Linked DNA regions of Gasterosteus aculeatus: region 2 is linked to region 1. The links are chromatin contacts, called in public Hi-C maps. All regions are on one chromosome and are shown on one strand. The core of a region is the stretch at or near the end of the contact, and the rest is flanking DNA. Distances in the headings are between cores, read along the strand shown. Region 1 overlaps tnr (tenascin R (restrictin, janusin)). Region 2 holds the start of mrps14 (mitochondrial ribosomal protein S14).

Evidence for each region. Hi-C and Micro-C count contacts between places; a contact is called where the count stands out from the background.
Region 2: a Hi-C map of skeletal muscle shows a contact between it and region 1, with 4 times the contacts expected there. The contact joins the promoter of mrps14 here to the enhancer-like site in region 1. A contact is called at or near these places in 4 of 6 Hi-C or Micro-C datasets (skeletal muscle, tail fin and whole body).

The regions. Positions count from the first base shown.
Region 1 is chr3:2,001,216-2,004,599 of fGasAcu3.hap1.1, reverse strand. It overlaps tnr (tenascin R (restrictin, janusin)), which reads right to left. Exons shown (of 30, transcript XM_040170698.2): 25 at 693-825. Among protein-coding and RNA genes, the nearest start is that of kiaa0040, 30 kb to the left of the region's middle. Within about 2 kb of position 1,554, at least 1 of the 9 cell types and tissues checked has open chromatin away from gene starts, as enhancers often do.
Region 2 is chr3:2,074,597-2,078,000 of fGasAcu3.hap1.1, reverse strand. It overlaps mrps14 (mitochondrial ribosomal protein S14), which reads right to left and starts at 1,328. Exons shown (of 3, transcript XM_040170979.2): 1 at 1,040-1,328. The coding sequence starts at 1,108.

The sequences.
Region 1 (3,384 bases), core at 305-2,804:
CCCATCAGCTTTCAATTATAGAAGATAGAAACTACCTCAACTCTTGAATCAAGTTCAACTCAGCATTTCATCGGGGGGAGGGGGGGGTACACAGCTATGGGAATCCAAGACAACACTGGATAGCGTCTTCTAATAGAATTCAGAGGCCACCTCTCCCACAAGCCCCTTGATTGTCAGAAAATTCCTTTTTTTGATCTTCCTCCCAGTAGTTTCCCCTCGTAAAGAACGATTGGTCCGCAGGTTCACTTCCTGCATCCTGCTTCCTGCTTTGGCCGCTTCATGTGGCGTTGAGGCTGATCCATGTGGGCACATTTCCCCGCTGATTCTTGTGTTTATACAATCCTTTGCAATGTTTTATAGATGAGATCCGAGGTGATTAGCGTCTTCGCGGCGCTCCCTAACCCTTGTGTGAGTGACGTATCCGCCATCTAATTACACACTTGAGATTAGAGCACCTTGTGTACCTCAAGGATTGTGGACAGCCGCCCCGCAGCAGTCTGCCTCAACACGCTACGGGGACGGGGGATGGAAAGTGTGCTTGACTTTGAGGGCCCATTATTGTGCACAACTTTGTTTTGTTGTCAGTAATGTGAATGTGAAGCAAAGAGGGGGGGGGGGGGGGGGGACTAACCCTTTAAGAATCTCTTTCCAAACACAAATGAAAGGATCCAAATGCGTCGTGCGTGCCGTACCTGTGGTGAAGGTGGTGGAGACCACCGCGCTGGTGTCCAGTCCCCTGGCAGCCTGCAGGTTGACGGTGTACTCCGCGGTCTCCGCCAGCCCCTCCAGTCGAATCCACGTGTCCTCCGCATCCAGGATCAGCTCCTAGTGCGCACGCACACCGACAAATTCACACCCATGCCTCTTAAAAGAGTCAATATGAACAAATTGCTCTTATAAATTTACATTTTTTAAATTTAATTTAATGTGTAACCAGGATGAACCTCAGGGGGGGAAAACGAATTATCGCTGATAAAATAGAGTGAGCTTGTGAGTTTTCAAAAGACCTGCGGCAACACAGAAACCTTCAAGCTATTGTTGCTCAGGAAAACCACGTCGCACAACAACACATCACACTGGCAACAAGTGGGGTGGATGTAGAGGGGCTGGAAAAATGACATGACCTTCATCTTAAAACTGCAATGATGAAGTTGTAGAGTAAAAAATATACCTCTACACATTTCGAGGACAATTTTGCAAATAATAACACTGCACAAAAAATGCTGCACAGTTTATTCATTTAAAGCGGTTTCTTCACTAATAATAATTGAATAGATCTTCAGTTCAGTTAAAGCAATATTATTTAATTATGTTTAGTGTTTGGTTTATTTGGTTTGGTTTATTTGAACTGATGTGCGTTTGTGCCGTGAGAATAGTGGTGTTTTGTACTGCTGTGTGTTTGGCATGACACAGAAATAAAAAGGACCTCAGCAGTGAGTTTCTCTTTCCAAGTAGGGCCGCCTACGTTGTCGCATGTGCAAATGAACTGAGCCATCGGAAATACACGGCAAGTGTGGCCGACTCGTCAGGGGATGCGAGATACAATACTCTTATCCGACAGCCAAGCCGTGAAGTTGCTAAGCAAACAGGAAACAAACATTTCTGTTTGTGGTTGCAAAGTCACAGCCACTCCCCTCGGTTTATTTTAAATTTGCGGTTCACTGACCCGGTCTCAGGAAGCCGAGACGTGTGACTGAGTATTTTCTGTGACCTCAGTCTTTGGATGAGACATAAATCCACAGAAGATCAATTCGTCAAATAGGAACTTGCCTATTTGTGTGTTTTGGTGCATGTGTGTGTTACACCTGAAATTGCATAGACATTCAAATGAGAAAGTGAAAATGAAATATTCAGCGTGTACAAAACACACATTTCTAGGCAATGTATTTATGTGAATTAAGTGTGGCTGCAGCTGGTAAACTGCGTCTCTCTGTCTCAGAGGACCTCACATATTCCCACCAGGTTTTCAGGGTCAAGACGAGGATCCATATTGCAAAAGTGAAAGGACCCTGTTTTATAATGCATATCTTCATACGCTTGCTAGTGATCGGGTGTGAGTGGCAGGATGTTTGCTGGAGGTGCATTTATCCGTCTGAGCATTGAATGGAGACACCTTTATTGCTCCAGGCACGGACATAACTAACCGTGATGGATGCATTCACAAACTGGTAAGTAAATGTTACTCAGATAGGAAATTCATCTTGGAGCTAATGTGTGTAATTTACAAAAGTCTATTATCTCTGTAAGAGGGGAAGCTGGCTGAACATCTGTGAGGATCGCCCATATGTGGATAGATTAGAGCCGAGTTAACTACATATTGTCGCCGACGACAGACCTCAAGTGAGCAAAACCAGCGGAAAATGAGTACCTCAATCTTCCACCACCAGCAATCATATTTGCTCTGAGCAATAATGAGGGATATGACTAATTACTTCTGCAGCAACATTATTCAAATATGCACACGTTGAGGCAGCTCACAGTAATGAGATTTGGAGATTTGGATCCAAAGGAACACGATCAAAGAGAAATTAATTGTATTTCCAATTCCAACTGGATTTGCGAGATCCTCCAGATTTCAAGGCATTCAATTCGAACGAAACTACTGTGTGCAATTGTTAGCGAAAGAACTTAATTAAAAGCAGTGACATGGAATCTCAATCAATTTTGTGTTCAAAAATGTTTGAAACTCATAGTTCATATTTTTGAATATAAATTGTTGTACATATATTATGAGAAGAAAACGTATCTTAGAAACCGTTGTTTGGAGCTGTGAGCCAACAGTACTCGTGCAGAGCACAAAGCCCAAATCTAAAGGGACTGATATTACATGTCTGGTTAACTCTTCATGCTTCGCCATGTGCTTCATTTGATGCAGTTTGTTTGGTCGCTCAGTGACCAAAGACATCTGTCCTTGTTTGTTAGATTTAAGCTAAATGCATTTTTTGAAGTTGGAGCGACAAAAGCGAATGAGTGTGGATGTGTAAAGCCCGTGGCTCTTCTTTGTGTCAAACGCTGCACAGAGTTACTGCTCATATGGTGTGAAATGAAGCCTTTGGATTAGCTGTGTGTTGTTGTAATTGCTAAAAAGGTCCAAATGAAACCAAACAGCATCAAATGCAAATATTCTCCCTGTTGCGCACAGATTGAAATTCTGCAGTTATGCAGATACGTATGCTGAAGGAGAGAAAAACATTTCTGTTTCACTTAACATCCACATTTATGCAGCGTCCTAGAAATGTTATATAAATGATTTAATGTTACTGTGTTTGCACTTGGATCAATTGAAATGAAAAGGGGACGATTGGACACATAACTGTTGTATTCATTGTGCATGAGTGACACCCAATGGTCAACCACACTGCAGGTTGTGTGTGTGTGGGACAC
Region 2 (3,404 bases), core at 79-2,578, 74 kb before region 1:
CAACGGCCAAGCAAAGAGTCAACGTGGGTTTTTGGACTCACTCAATATCCCCTCGTAACTAGGGTCGCCCCCCCGTTAATCAAATGAAGTACTTATTTCAAAACGTATAAGCAAGCAACTGGTAAATGCAGCATTTTTTCTGGGGCGTTTTCGCAAATCTTTAATGGAGAAACTTAGTTCTACAAAGTTGTCGATTTAAACCAAAGAAACAAAGACAGCGATAGTCTCTAATTGTCATCGGTTTCAACTCACTGTAGCTATCGTGGCAACATATGTAATCAATATCAATGGAGCCAAACAGGTGCACTCATAAATAAATAAATAAATAATAAAATGACTAATATACGATATAAGATGACTCAATACCACTGCCATTAGTTTGTGCATTTGGAAACACTGAACAGTGAAGTCAGATGGCATTCACAATAATCATACTATATCAGCTTGTGTTGTCAGTGGAAAATTCTATATTCTATTAACCCGTTTTAAGTGTTACCGGAAACAGGACTCTGGTTTGAATATTTGATGTAGGATGAACAGTTAAAAAACAAAAACGTTCTCTTATAAAAAACAGAACCCTGTCGTAGCTGCTGATATCGTGTCCCTGTGTTAAAGGTTTTCCCACTCGGACGTGTTTCCCCGTGAACACGTTTCCCTCTCGTCTTTAGGTGCGGACATCTCAAAGCAAACATGTTTTGCAGGTAGTTTGTTAAACTAAAGCAATACAGATGTGCCCAGCGGCGCGATCACATCTGCTTCATTCGCTCACCTTCAACGGACGGACATTTTTACCCTTTTACATGGATCTGTCAGATAGCTCCCTTTGCTATTAGCTATTACGCTAGCAACACAGGTAGGTAACTTATCGTATAATTAACGTCATACAAGGCGTGAAGTTAGCATTAGCTTCGAAACTAACAACAGAAAGCTAGCAGCACTAACGTTAGCTAATACTGAAACGTTTGCTTTCTCAACCTCATACTTGTGTGATAGAGTCGTATTTATAACCCCTGATATTGGATTGCATGTGGTAAGTTACCTGCTTTGGGGCGCAGACAGTAGAATAAAGGGCATTTAAACCTAAACAAGCCACCCTGTGCGCCGCCATATTGACCGAGTCTGTCACACAGAAGCACCGAAGGAGGACGGCGCCACCGGAGAAATGTCGCCGCCTGTCGGGCGGGAGTGGGAAAGGAGAAGCTTATTGTAGAGGAGATCTACTGCGGCACAAAGTGTTTTGCAATGTGGTTATTGATGACTAAATTAAATTTGGTGATCAGATCAGTGATGGCAAACCAACGCGACTCAATTGCATCTTTGACCACAGCGGGAGGAGTTTAGTCGTGCTTGGGACTTGTAGTTTAAGACCCCGGTAATACTACTAACGAACCAGCAGGGAGCAGTGTCGTTCTATGAGCTTCAGGTCATATTGTCTCCAAAGAAGTGTCTAAACATGTGGAGTCAAATCCTATTCTCCAATCCTCTGAAACACCAGACACATCACTTCTCCCCTGAAACCACTAACAATGGAGCTGTATTGAATGAAGGACGTACATGTATGAAACAGTGTACTTATTCACGGGATCAGCAGGGGATGGTTTTACCAGGTTTATTATACAAAATACATTTAACAATTACAGATTCAGGATTCAATTTAAGTTGTTTTAAACAATTCCTATAATTTGGGATGCATTCTTGGATAAATACAAGCACATGACGCACAGCAGGCTTTGCTTCCTCTATAAAGAGTAACATCATGAAGCAGGGTGGAAAATCTGTAAAGGCTTGTGTTAAATGAAAATGACTGATTGCTCCAGTGTAGCTCTTATAATAGAGGTATTTGTAAAACTGATGTTACATATACAGCATCAACTCTTCTTATATGTTCAGGGTTGGTTGGTAACATTGTTTTGATCATTAATGTCAAGCAAGACAAAAAGTGCCTTTTTGGTAAACACAGCATCGCCATTTAACAGCAGCAGTATCTCATCATTCAGCTGTTTTTTGGCCCTCAGTTGGTTTTGGCCTTAAACACCTAAAGTGGCAATACCACCAAGAGGGCAAAACCATTGCCTCTTCCATGCATTTTACCCCCCTGGCAGAGAGATGTAAAAGACGCGAGGACCTGAAAGCTGACCTTCTTTGTTTCCATGCAGTGTACAATGTATGACACGTGCCGAGATTAAAGCTTTGCATTGGTTCGTCAAAATACCGTTTTTACAGAGTTTTAAACAGTCTGCCATCAGATGTTGATTTGAGTTTGTAACTGTTTGAACGTGTGAAGAAGGAGGTGATTAGTGACGTACACTGGCTCATGAATGAAAAGGCTTTTGATCCGCTGTGTGTGGCTGGGATTGCTCTGCGTTAAGGGACCAGTGAAGAGGAAGCACTCAAATAACTTCTTGGACTCTCAGACCGTATGAGTGGATAATACAAATAGAATATCACTTTTTTTTTATCAGCTGGCATCAAAGGAGCATTTGAAAATAAAGGTGTCATGTAGACAGGTGACTTAACAGCAGTGGAGTTAATGCCTCACAGAGGATCAAGACCTCAGCCTGGATCAAAGCAAAGACTTGGGAGATTCGGGGCCAAATCCGCGCAATATAGAACTGAGGTGTTTCTCAGATAAGTGAAGATTACTCATTGGCAATGCAGAAAAGTGGCCTTCTCCATGAAAACAACTGCAGTCAACAATACGGACATGCAGGGTCAAAAATGTGCAACTGAGACAGAGTATATACGACTTGAAGTATCATCTATGTATTTACACTGTATATAATATCTGTAGGCGGCACGGTGGCGTGGTGGTTAGCACTGTCGCCTCACAGCAAGAAGGTCCTGGGTTCGATTCCACCCAGTGGCCTTTCTGTGTGGAGTCTGCATGTTCTCCCCGTGTCTGCGTGGGTTCTCTCCGGGTTCTCCGGCTTCCTCCCACAGTCCAAAGACATGCTCTGGGGATCAGGTTAATTGGTGACTTTAAATTGCCCGTAGATGTGTGAATGTGAGTGTGAATGGTTGTATGTCTCTGTGTAGCCCTGCGATTGGCTGGCGACCAATCCAGGATGTACCCTGTCTATCGCCCGAAGTTGGCTGGGATGGACTCCAGCCCCCCCGCGACCCTGTGTGCAGGATAAGCGGTTTGACAATGGATGGATGGATGGATAATATCTGTATGCATTATTTAAGATTAATGTATATATAATATTCATCCAGTTTGTCTAGTTTCATCTTAGTTCCAGTTATTGTGGATTTTTGTTTTTTTGTTACTGCAATGAATAACTGTTTCGATGTAGTTTTTTTTCGCTGGGAGACAAATAAAGGATTATATTATCTTATTTTATGTAGAAGTTGAAAATACACAATGCGCTATAGTGACCTTATTGTCATCTAATAATGGCGTT